2 separate regions of the Canis lupus genome follow, and region 2 is linked to region 1. Evidence: chromatin contacts called from public Hi-C data. All regions are on one chromosome and are shown on one strand. The core of a region is the stretch at or near the end of the contact, and the rest is flanking DNA. Distances in the headings are between cores, read along the strand shown.

The links. Hi-C and Micro-C count contacts between places; a contact is called where the count stands out from the background.
Region 2: a Hi-C map of tumor fibroblasts shows a contact between it and region 1, with 5 times the contacts expected there. The contact joins two enhancer-like sites. A contact is called at or near these places in 3 of 9 Hi-C or Micro-C datasets (amygdala, skin fibroblasts and tumor fibroblasts).

Annotation. Positions count from the first base shown.
Region 1 is chr23:31,623,181-31,628,111 of UU_Cfam_GSD_1.0, reverse strand. No RefSeq gene overlaps it. Among named protein-coding and RNA genes, the nearest start is that of RYK, 49 kb to the right of the region's middle. Within about 2 kb of position 2,236, at least 14 of the 20 cell types and tissues checked have an H3K27ac peak or open chromatin away from gene starts, as enhancers often do.
Region 2 is chr23:31,676,563-31,681,601 of UU_Cfam_GSD_1.0, reverse strand. It overlaps AMOTL2 (angiomotin-like protein 2), which reads left to right. Exons shown (of 10, transcript XM_038570932.1): 2 at 17-811; 3 at 3,472-3,778; 4 at 4,770-4,914. The coding sequence starts at 78. Among named protein-coding and RNA genes, the nearest start is that of AMOTL2, 5.2 kb to the left of the region's middle. Within about 2 kb of position 3,686, at least 7 of the 20 cell types and tissues checked have an H3K27ac peak or open chromatin away from gene starts, as enhancers often do.

The sequences.
Region 1 (4,931 bases), core at 987-3,486:
ATTTTCCCAGCCCTAACTAATGCACGGAATTCTAAAATAACAAAGCCAGAATCCAAGAGAGGAAATTCTAAGAACATGAAATAAGTCAGAGGAGCAGAGGTGGCTATTTATTTTCCACGGTTGGCCTGGCCCTCTGCCTCCCTGCCCCCACCCCAAAGCCTGGGGAAGAGGTCCGGATTCAGATGTCAGCACCACAAAGCCAAAGGAAACCCATCTTCCTGTGTTTGCCAAGGAACAATGCTGCAGAGGCCATTCCAAGGCCTGCACTTTTCCTCTGTACAGAAGAATTTAGGTCCCAGGGCAATCCTGGGAGGGGGGCCCGATAAGGAATTTCTGCGAGTAAACATTCCTGTTCTATCGCTCAGGGATGTTTGGGACGTACAGGCTACGATCCCCTGCAGCCTCCCATGTGCACGCAGATCCATACTGACCCATCCCAGGTGAAGATCTAGCAGTGGCTCTGGAGCCCTGGCCGCACCCTGCAGCCCGGCAACTGAAAGTCATATCTCATCCACCTCCTCAGTCTCTATCTCCCAGCTCTGCTTTCTGTCCTCCCCCCTTCGGCTCCTATCAGGCTTTATCACTCCTTCCCTGGACTGCTGCCCAAGTCCAGCCTTCCTGGCCCTGACCCTCCTTGCTTTGTTCATCCTATCCGCAGCCAAGGGTCACCTTCCCACACTGCACCTCCAGGGGAGGCCCTTCTCTGCTCCCAGCCCTCCACACCTGCAGTACCAGTTTCCCCAGATATATTCTGGGGCCTCCATCATGACTGGCCACACTTGTCTTATCTTCTGCATGCTCCCCCTCCTCAACCAGGCAAGGACAAGAAGACAGGAAGTTCCCCTCACCAGACCTACTGTGTCCACCCCTTGGCTCAGTACCTCCTCAGTGATGAAGGGCCAGAGGACCACTGCCCTTTTCAGAGCCAGAAATGTTTGCCTTGAAGGGAAGAGAAGGAGTCAGCGAATCAAGCAAGTGTTGAAAGACCGGTCAATATTTACTGAGCACCTATGAGGTACTAAGCTTCGTGTGGGATGCTTTAGGTGCCTTATCTCTCTGTCTCCAGGATACTCCAAGGCAGCACGTGGAGTCCCAATCCTCTTCACACTTCTCCTAGGCAAGCTACTGGGCCTCCTGCAGAATGGGCCTCATAAACCAACCAACATCGTGTAGACTGAGGTGGACACTCTGAGCCTAGCTGTGACTCAGTTGACCACCTGGCAGGTACTTCCAGGGAGGGCAAGCCCAGAGTCAGCCTGGGAGCCACTCTGCTCCCTTGGCCTCCACACACAAGCCTCTTTACCCTCTTTAGAGCTAACACCTATTGGCCTTTCAGGTGCTTTTGCAGCTTCCCCTGGGAAGGCCTCCTGAGTCTTCACCCCAGTCTGGGTTATTCCTGTGTTCCCCTGGGCTTCCTTGCTCCCTCTGGGTGTTTCAGCAGCTGTCTCCAAGATCAGAATGTCAGCTCCTCGAAGTCAGGGGATGCCTTATTCACCTGTGTGTCCCCAGAATTTAGCTCAGGGACAAGCACAGTGCAGAGACTCACTAAATATTTTTTGAATGAATGAAATCCTCACTCTTGCATATTCGGTCACTTCCAGACGGGATCATCTGCTTTTCCTTCCTCTGCCCAGGTCTTGCCATCCGCAGTGTGCCCTAAACACATCTTAGAGTCTCAGTTCTGGGCCCCTTAAGGCTGGCGGTAGAGAGGGTCGGGGACTCCTTTTCTAAACGACACGTGGCCTCAAAGCGCCCCTGCCCAGGGCCTCCGCCGGGACGGGCCGCCGGCTCTGTGCGGTGGCAGAGGGGGGCCTTTCTCCCCAGGAGCCGCTGCCTGGCGTTCTCCGACGGGAGGGGACGGGACTTGTGCGTTCAGGGCGCGTAGCGAACACGCTGTTCACATTCCAGCGCCCGCCGGAATGCGGGCAGGGGACGAGCCAAAGGCCGCATTCCTCGGCCGCTACGGGAGCGCCGCCAGGACCCCGCCCGGGCCCCGACCCCGCCAGGCCCCGCCCAGCCCACCTAGGCCCCGCCCCCGGCTCCACCTCGGCCCCCGCCCAGGCCCCGCCCCCGCCCAGGCCCCGCCCCGGCTCCACCTCGGCCACGCCCCAGGCCACGCCCACCCCGGTCCGGCCCCACCTCGGCCACGCCCAGGCCACGCCCACCAGGTCCGGGCCCGCCCGCACGCGGGGCCCCTGCGGGTGCGGACGCCCCCTGACGGCGGGGCAGCGGGAGGCGAGCCGGCGCCCCCACCCCCCGCGGTCCCGGCGGCTGCTCCCGCGCCCCGCGCTTCCTCCCCGGCTCTGGGGCGGGCGGCACGCAGCCGGCCCTGGTGGGTCTGACAATGCCCTCCTTCCTCTTCCCCGGGAAGCTCCCACCTTCCGGGCACTATATTAGGACTCCAGCGCGCCCTTTGTTACTTCCATTTCAGCAACCCCGCTACTCCGCTATTGTTTGGGGGTTTTGTTACTTGTTGCCAGTCAAAGCAGGTGAAAAACAGCGGCTCCCCAGGGCCCTAACCGCAAAGTCCCAACTACGAGACTGCTTCCTCTCCTGGCTTCCCATCCTATACCCAAGTTGCTGTCCTTGACCTTCTCCAGTGCTCTGGCACCTCTGTAGGAGCCCCACCCCCACCCCCACCCCCCACTCCCACCCCCACCCCCACCCCCACCCTTTGTCCGTCATGTCCTACCCACAGACACCTTGGGGCCAGGGACCTAGATGAAGGAGCTGCAGGACTCATCCTGGGCCTGTTACCCTGGGCCCACACAGTGGCTTTTCCCGCAGCTCTGAGGAGGGCTTAGGGGAAGGAAGTGCAACCCATCTCTTAGACCCCGTGACACTGGCTCTAGGTGGACACTGAAAAAATGGGCCAAGCAAATCTAGAGGTCTGCATATCAGCACCCACTGGAGAAAAGCAGCAGCAGCAGCAGCAGCAGCATTGTCCCTTAGCGAGGGACATCACTGCTACTGATGCCAGGTGAAGCCCAAGAAAATTGAAAGCCCCGCTGGGGTGACGGTTTCCACCATGGTGTAGAAACCCCTCGCATCACAGCATTCATACAATTGCACCAACGCTAAACATCACTGATACAGTAACTAAGAAGTGTTTTTACCCAGACCAGGGCCAAGCTATTCTGTTTAAGGCTCTTCCACCTTCCAGGAACTCGAAGGAGAGGAGGGTATACTGTTTACTTACGTCTGCATGAGGGGACAGGCAGGTCCCCAGGTACCTGCAGTAAACAGGAATGTTGGACAGTGCTGGGAAGACGGGGGCTTTCCCCCGTTTTCTGTTTGTTGATGTAGATCTTTCCTAGTGGGAAAGAAACCACAGCCTAACACTGTTTGCCTATAGAAAATTTGCATGTTTATCATCCCACCACCACCAGTTAGGGACTTCACCCTGTGGTTAAAGTGACACCTGGGAAGCCAGCAATGAAGCAAGGCATGCCTGGAACTTGCATTGCTCACCATCAGGGAGGGCTGTGAATGTTGCCAGGAAAGGTGGGAAAGCAGAAACTGAACTCTCATTTGTCTGAGCTGCGGGAAAGGGTGGGGAGTCAGGAGAGCTAGACTGGTGGCAGGCTTGAGAGCTGGCTAACCTTGCTTGGTTGGTTTCTCAGACTCTAAGAGGAGGAAAACACAGCGGTCCCTTTCTACCTGGCAGGGCTAGCATTCCTCCTACTGGCAACAGCTGGAGACAGGCCCACAGTGACAAGGCGGCAAGCAGTGATGGTTTGAGCTTGCAGCCCTGGCTGTAGGTATGTCTCTTCCCCACGACACAGACAATGGACATTCTAGACATTTCACACCACTGTGGCAGTTCATCAAATGGCAGTGCCAGGGCTCTGTCTCAGTGGGGTCTGAGGGTGCTGGAGGTGATAACGACTCAAGTTAGCTGAAGAGAAGCCCCTATGATGAGCATATTCCTTTTACAGACACTTGCTGAACTAGGCCTTACCATCCCCAAGACATTGCCCACTAGGGGAGGCAGACACCCAACCTGGCCTCCATAATGCAGCATGATAAGCAAAAAGATAGAGGCAGGCCCAGGGTGCTGTGGGAGGACTGAGAAGGGGTGCCCAGCCAGGCTAGGGCAGTGTGGGCACGATGGGTCTTCTAGAAGGGGCTGTTCTGTGGTGAAGTCCTGAAAGAGCTGGAACTGGCCAGAGGATGTGGGGGGCAGGAGGAAGGCTCTGCTGGAAGAAGGAACTCTATTGCCTATACTCGGCAGTCCTCTTTAGTATTCTGAGGCCAACATGCCATTGTGCTGATTTTTCACTAAAAAGTCTCCATGGATTGTGCTAGGCATGTGGTTAGATTGGCTAGCCTTCAAACCTTGAGTTCTGAGATCACTGGGTAACGATGAGTGGAATTATAATCTCCACTGGGCTCAAGCAGGGAACTGGTCTCAGCGATGAATTTGCTTCAGAAATTTACCCCCTTGCCATGGAGCTACTGCAAGCCAGGGCCCTCTTCACTGATGTGTCGATTGTCATCTCCTTCCCCACAACCTATGTGTCCAGCATGTGTGGCAAACCTGGGTAGGGAGGGCCAGCTCCCATCTGCTGTAAATGCTCTGGGACACTTAGTTAAATGGCTGATCCCTCTCTGAGTCCCACTCCATTTTTGTGCTTAAAATCAATAGAAGGCTACCAGGCCCTACCTGTTCCCATATTAAGGAAAATGAGTTGAAGTAAACTCTTTGAAAATCTATAGTTTCCCAGGGATGCCTGGGTGGCTTAGCGGTTCAGCATCTGCCTTCCACTCAGGACATGATCCTGAGGTCCTGGGATCGAGTTCCACATCAGGCTCCCTGCATGAAGCCTGCTTCTCCCTCTGTCTATGTCTCTGCCCCTCTCTGTGTGTCTCTCATGAATAAATAAATAAAATCTTTAAAAAAAAAAAAGGAAAGAAAAACTATAGTTTCC
Region 2 (5,039 bases), core at 2,437-4,936, 52 kb before region 1:
CTTTCCCTCCTCCCAGGTGCCCTGGGGCCAGGTGCCACCGGCCATTGTCCAGGCAGCTGTGTACAAGGCAAGGAAGCATGAGGACGCTAGAAGACTCCTCCGGGACGGTCCTGCACCGCCTCATCCAGGAGCAGCTGCGCTATGGCAACCTGACGGAGACTCGCACGCTGCTGGCCATCCAACAGCAGGCCCTGCGGGGTGGGGCTGGGGCTGGGGGCACAGGGAGCCCCCAAGCCTCTGCAGAGATCTTGGCACCTGAGGACACTCAGGTGCTGCAGCAAGCCACCAGGCAGGAACCCCAGGGCCAGGAGCACCAGGGCGGTGAGAGCCACCTGGCAGAGAACACCCTCTACCGGCTGTGTCCACAGCCCGGCAAGGGTGAGGAGCTGCCCACCTACGAAGAGGCTAAAGCCCACTCCCAGTACTATGCGGCTCAGCAGGCGGGGCCCCGGCCACATGTGGGGGACCGGGATCCCCGAGGGGCCCCAGGAGGCCATCGGAGCCAGGATGAGGCCCTGCGAGAGCTGAGGCACGGGCATGTGCGCTCCCTGAGTGAACGGCTCCTGCAGCTGTCCCTGGAGAGGAACGGGGCCCGGGCCCCCAGCCACATGAGCTCCTCCCACAGCTTCCCGCAGCTGGCCCGCAATCAGCAGGGCCCCGCACCCAGGGGCCCACCTGCCGAGGGCCCAGAGCCCCGCGGACCGCCGCCTCAGTACCCACACGTTGTGCTAGCTCACGAGACCGCCACTGCTGTCACCGACCCGCGGTACCGCACCCGCGGGAGCCCACACTTCCAGCATGCTGAAGTCAGGTAACTGCCCGCCCTGCTCTTTCAAGCTCTTGACTTTCCTTCTGGTATCGTTCTCCCCTGGGGTGGAGAGCCTGCAGACACCCTGTGTCGGGGCTGGCAGGCCCCAGAGGAAGGCTGTTGAGACCCCCTCCCTGTCCCGAGAGGGAGGGGCTCAGGCCTGATGTAGAGGAGGACTTAGCCAGGGTCACGTGAGAACTTAGTGGGACCTTTTGCTTTAATTTGGAGATGGATGCCATTGTGTGCTTAGCTGTAGCAGTCAAGTAACTAGGGTTCCCGGGGGTACCGCTTACAGCAGGGGGTTAAAGGTTAGGTTTTCGAAAGAACTTGCTAAAGACAAGGGTTGGGAATCCTTGCCAAACGGTTTCCAAGCTGAGTTGGCAGGACATGGGACCTCCTTCTCTGGAGACCTTTAAGACCAACGGGACAGTCTGCCTTCTGTGATGAGTGGGAGGCATTCCTAACTGGAGGCAGGAAGGACCAGATGGCCTCCTCCGAGACCTCTCCCTGGCCTACACCAGGGCAGGAGCCACCCTCCTACTACTCTGCGTTTCCTTTCACGTTTTCCCTGTGCTCCAGGTGGCTGGAGCTCCTAGCAGGAGAGGACTTGGGGTCCTGGCAAGCCCCTTTCTGTGGAGCCTTGGAAAGGGCTGCTGGGGAATGTGGACTTTGAACCTGAATGTGAAGGGAAGCCTTTAGAGGATGGGATTTGGCTCACCTCTTTAAAAAGGTCCCCCCGGGAAGCACGTAGAGAGAATGGATTCTAAGGGCAAAGGGTGCAAGGAGGGGACAGAAACCCCGGATAGTTTGCAGAAATACTGGTTCCTAGAAATGAGGCTCTGCCCCTGGCTTCTCACTCGGCCCGGCCCCTTCCGAGAAGCAGGGACACCGATCATTTCACACACCGCACCTCCCCCCGGGCTGGCCCAGGAAACCCCACCAGAGGGGCCTGCGGAGTTGCAGACTCCTTTCCTTGGAAGCTCAAGGCCGAAGTCTGGTCCTCTTCATGCTTGCTGAGTCTTCATTTAGTCACCCGCTTTCCCACCATTTGGCCTTTTCCTGGGATAGATGCCTTTCCTTGCTCTCGAGAAATGAGTGACGCCATGGTGTTGGCATGGGGGAACCAGAGGACGGGGCCTTGTGGGTTTTCTCCATCCTCCACCGCTCGTGCCCCCCACCTTATCTCCTCTCTCAGGGCTTGGTCAGGGAGAGTTTCGGAAGCTGAGTCGCGGGTTTCTTCTTTTGGAGCAGCCTTATTGAACCCTGTCAGGAAAAGATAATATCGTGGAAAGGAAGTAGACCACAGGAGAACAAAACAGGGAGGGCGGGGGAGGAGCAGGACAGGGAAGGGAGAGCAAGTGTGAAAGGAAAGGAGACTCTATTCTTTCTCAGAGCTAAGTCATCCCCCAAGAATGCCAGTTGTGTCTGCCTGGCCCGGTGCAGGGGGGAGAAAGTTCGTGAAGCAACCCTGAGAATGCCACATTTAGCAGTGCACCGAGAGCTTGCACATTCCAGTGGGGACCCTCTGCTCAGCCCTCACTGGAAGCTCTGCCTTAGGCAATAAGACAAATAGATCTGCCCAGCCTTTCCTTTCAGCTGGTCACACAAGGATTGTTCATTGGGAACTTGGGGCGAGACTTTTCTTTTAGCCCAGGGTCCTAAGGGGAGCAGGGGAGAGGAGGCTGTGAGGGGGATGGAGGGCCTGAATGCTGAGGTGATGGACCTACAAGTGGAATTCAACTCTCATGAAGCTTCTGGAAAGCTCCTGGCGTAACTGAGGCAGTTTGTTCTTTCACACTTGGAGTCACAAGACCCCGGAAAGGCCGTGTGACCAGCCTTGACACCCATGCCTCTTGCTCTTTGCTCCTTCCCTTAATGGGGCTGAGGGTGACATTACAGCACTGCTAGAGGCCAGTGGAACATTGTCCCTCCACTCAGGCTATTGCAGTGGTCCAGAGGTGGCCCCTACACCTAAGAAAATCCAGTGTGTGGGCCACGTTTACTCTTTAAGCAGACAGTATGTTGCAGTTACCACTAGGAGAGGTAGAAGATGGACCACCATTGTGGGAGCACGCGCTGTAGGCCCAGCATCCCATCAGGCCCTGTGTAGGCCTGGCCAGCCCCTCGAGGCTGGAAACACTCATCCTCATGATTTAGCAGAGCCTGCACCATGGGGATTTGAATTCCTATTTTGTCAGACTTTGGAGCTCAGACCCTTATGCCAATATCTATCTACACTCTGCCCTGAGCCACGGGGATTCACAAAAATGTTTCTGCAACGGGTGACGAGACCCAAAATAGGGAGTAGAAAATGTGAGTGTGCTACACTGGCAAATACTAGCAGAAGAGGCTTATAACAGACGCAGGAAGTGGCCCAGAGTCCTGGAAGGCTGTGTACAAGGTCCAGGACTACTCAGGCTGATCCCCAAGGCCTTGGCCACAGTGAGGCTGGACATGAAACAAGCATCCTGATGTTAACCCCCACTAGCCCCACTCCCTTGGCCCTTCAGGGTCTCGGATAGAGCCTTCCCCACTGGACACTGCCTCCTGTTGTGTGGAGACTTGCCAGTATGCCAGGAGGGCTGGGCCCACCCAAGGCTGCTCAGGGGTGGGAGCCACAAGGGCCTGCATAGTCTCTGAGCACCATCTCTTCTGTTCCCCAGGATCCTGCAGGCCCAAGTGCCCCCTGTGTTTCTCCAGCAGCAACAGCAGTACCAGTACTTACAGCAGCCCCAGGAGCACCCCCTGCCACCACACCCAGCTGTTCTTAGCCATGGCCCCCTAGGCGCCCTCAGCCCACCTGAGGTGGAGGGGCCGGCTAGCACCCAGACCTCCTCGGCCCCCTCTGGCAGTGCCCACCTGGCCCAGATGGAGACTCTGCTGAGGGAGAATGCCAGGCTTCAGAGGGACAATGAGAGGCTGCAGAGGGAGCTGGAGAGCTCAGCGGAGAAGGCTGGCCGCATCGAGAAGGTAGGCCCTGCTGGGGCCTCAGAGGGCGGGGGCCTGCTCTCTACCCCCATATCCTTTCTCCTCCCTCCCTCACTGACTCTAGACAGCTGGGGAGCAGCCTCAAGGCCAGCAGAGCAGGCCTGGAGTGTGAGCAGTTGCTGGCCAGTGGTGATTAGAAAGAGCCCATTCACCAGCTCGCTGCACACCCTTCCCCTGCACACACCCCCTCCTGTGGACACCTCCCACAGAGAGCCCTTTGTGTCCCGCACACAACAGCAAGTCTGTTCTGGGCCAGCCCTGGCCAGAAAGAAAGCCCCTCCTCTTGGAAAAAACGAGCTACTTATTGGAATCACAGGCCAGCTCGGAGCACGTGCGGAACCTGCCAGCAGCCAAGTGGGAGGGGCAGCTGGGGCCAGGCTGGCCCTCTGCGGTACACGGGGATGGCCAGAGGAGGAAACGCTCCAGAGAGGAGGCAGCTCAGCCCAGGGGCCAGCACCCTGTTCTTTAGAGGAGGTTTGCCAGCTGTGCGTTCAGTTCTGACAGGTGGCCTCGGGCCTCCTATGGCTGTCCTGTGGTTTGAGCTCTTCTGGCCCCTAGAACGTGGCTGGAGTCTTTTTGTGCCCACTCCTGGCCCACAGTGCTCAGATTCTCAGTAGAAACTGGACAAAAGTAAAATGCTGCTTTCTGGACATTGGGTGCGGGAAAGCTATGCTTGGTCAGTCAGAGGCAGCCCCTTCCAGGGTACCTGGCCCTGGGTTCACTCAGCACTGGGGCCCTGGCACAATTGAGGGGACCCCTGCTTGCTGGTTCTAGCATCTGATTCAAATCTGGAGGCCACAAGCTTCTGACCGTCCCACTCTAACCACTTGGATTTTTTGCTGTTGCCTTTTATCCTGTCCTCTCTCATCCTTTCTGATGGAGAGTCAGAGAGCAGCCTGGGCCTGTGGAGGGGACCCTGAGGCCACACAGGGATCTCTCCCCTTCCTTCAGCTCTCCTGTCTGCTTCTTGCAGCTGGAAGGTGAAATCCAGCGGCTCTCTGAGGCCCACGAGAGCCTAATGAGAGCCTCTTCCAAGCGGGAGGCCCTGGAAAAGACCATGAGGAACAAAATGGATAGTGAAATGAGGAGGCTGCAGGACTTCAACAGGGATCTGAGAGGTGAGAGAGGTCGCCCGAGGTGAGGGGGTGGTGAGCACCTGCGGAAGGCTTGAAAAGAGAAGTTGTGTAAATTGACTCAAAGGGGGCCAGGCTGAAACTCCTTGGGGGCCGCCTTGACAGGGGGC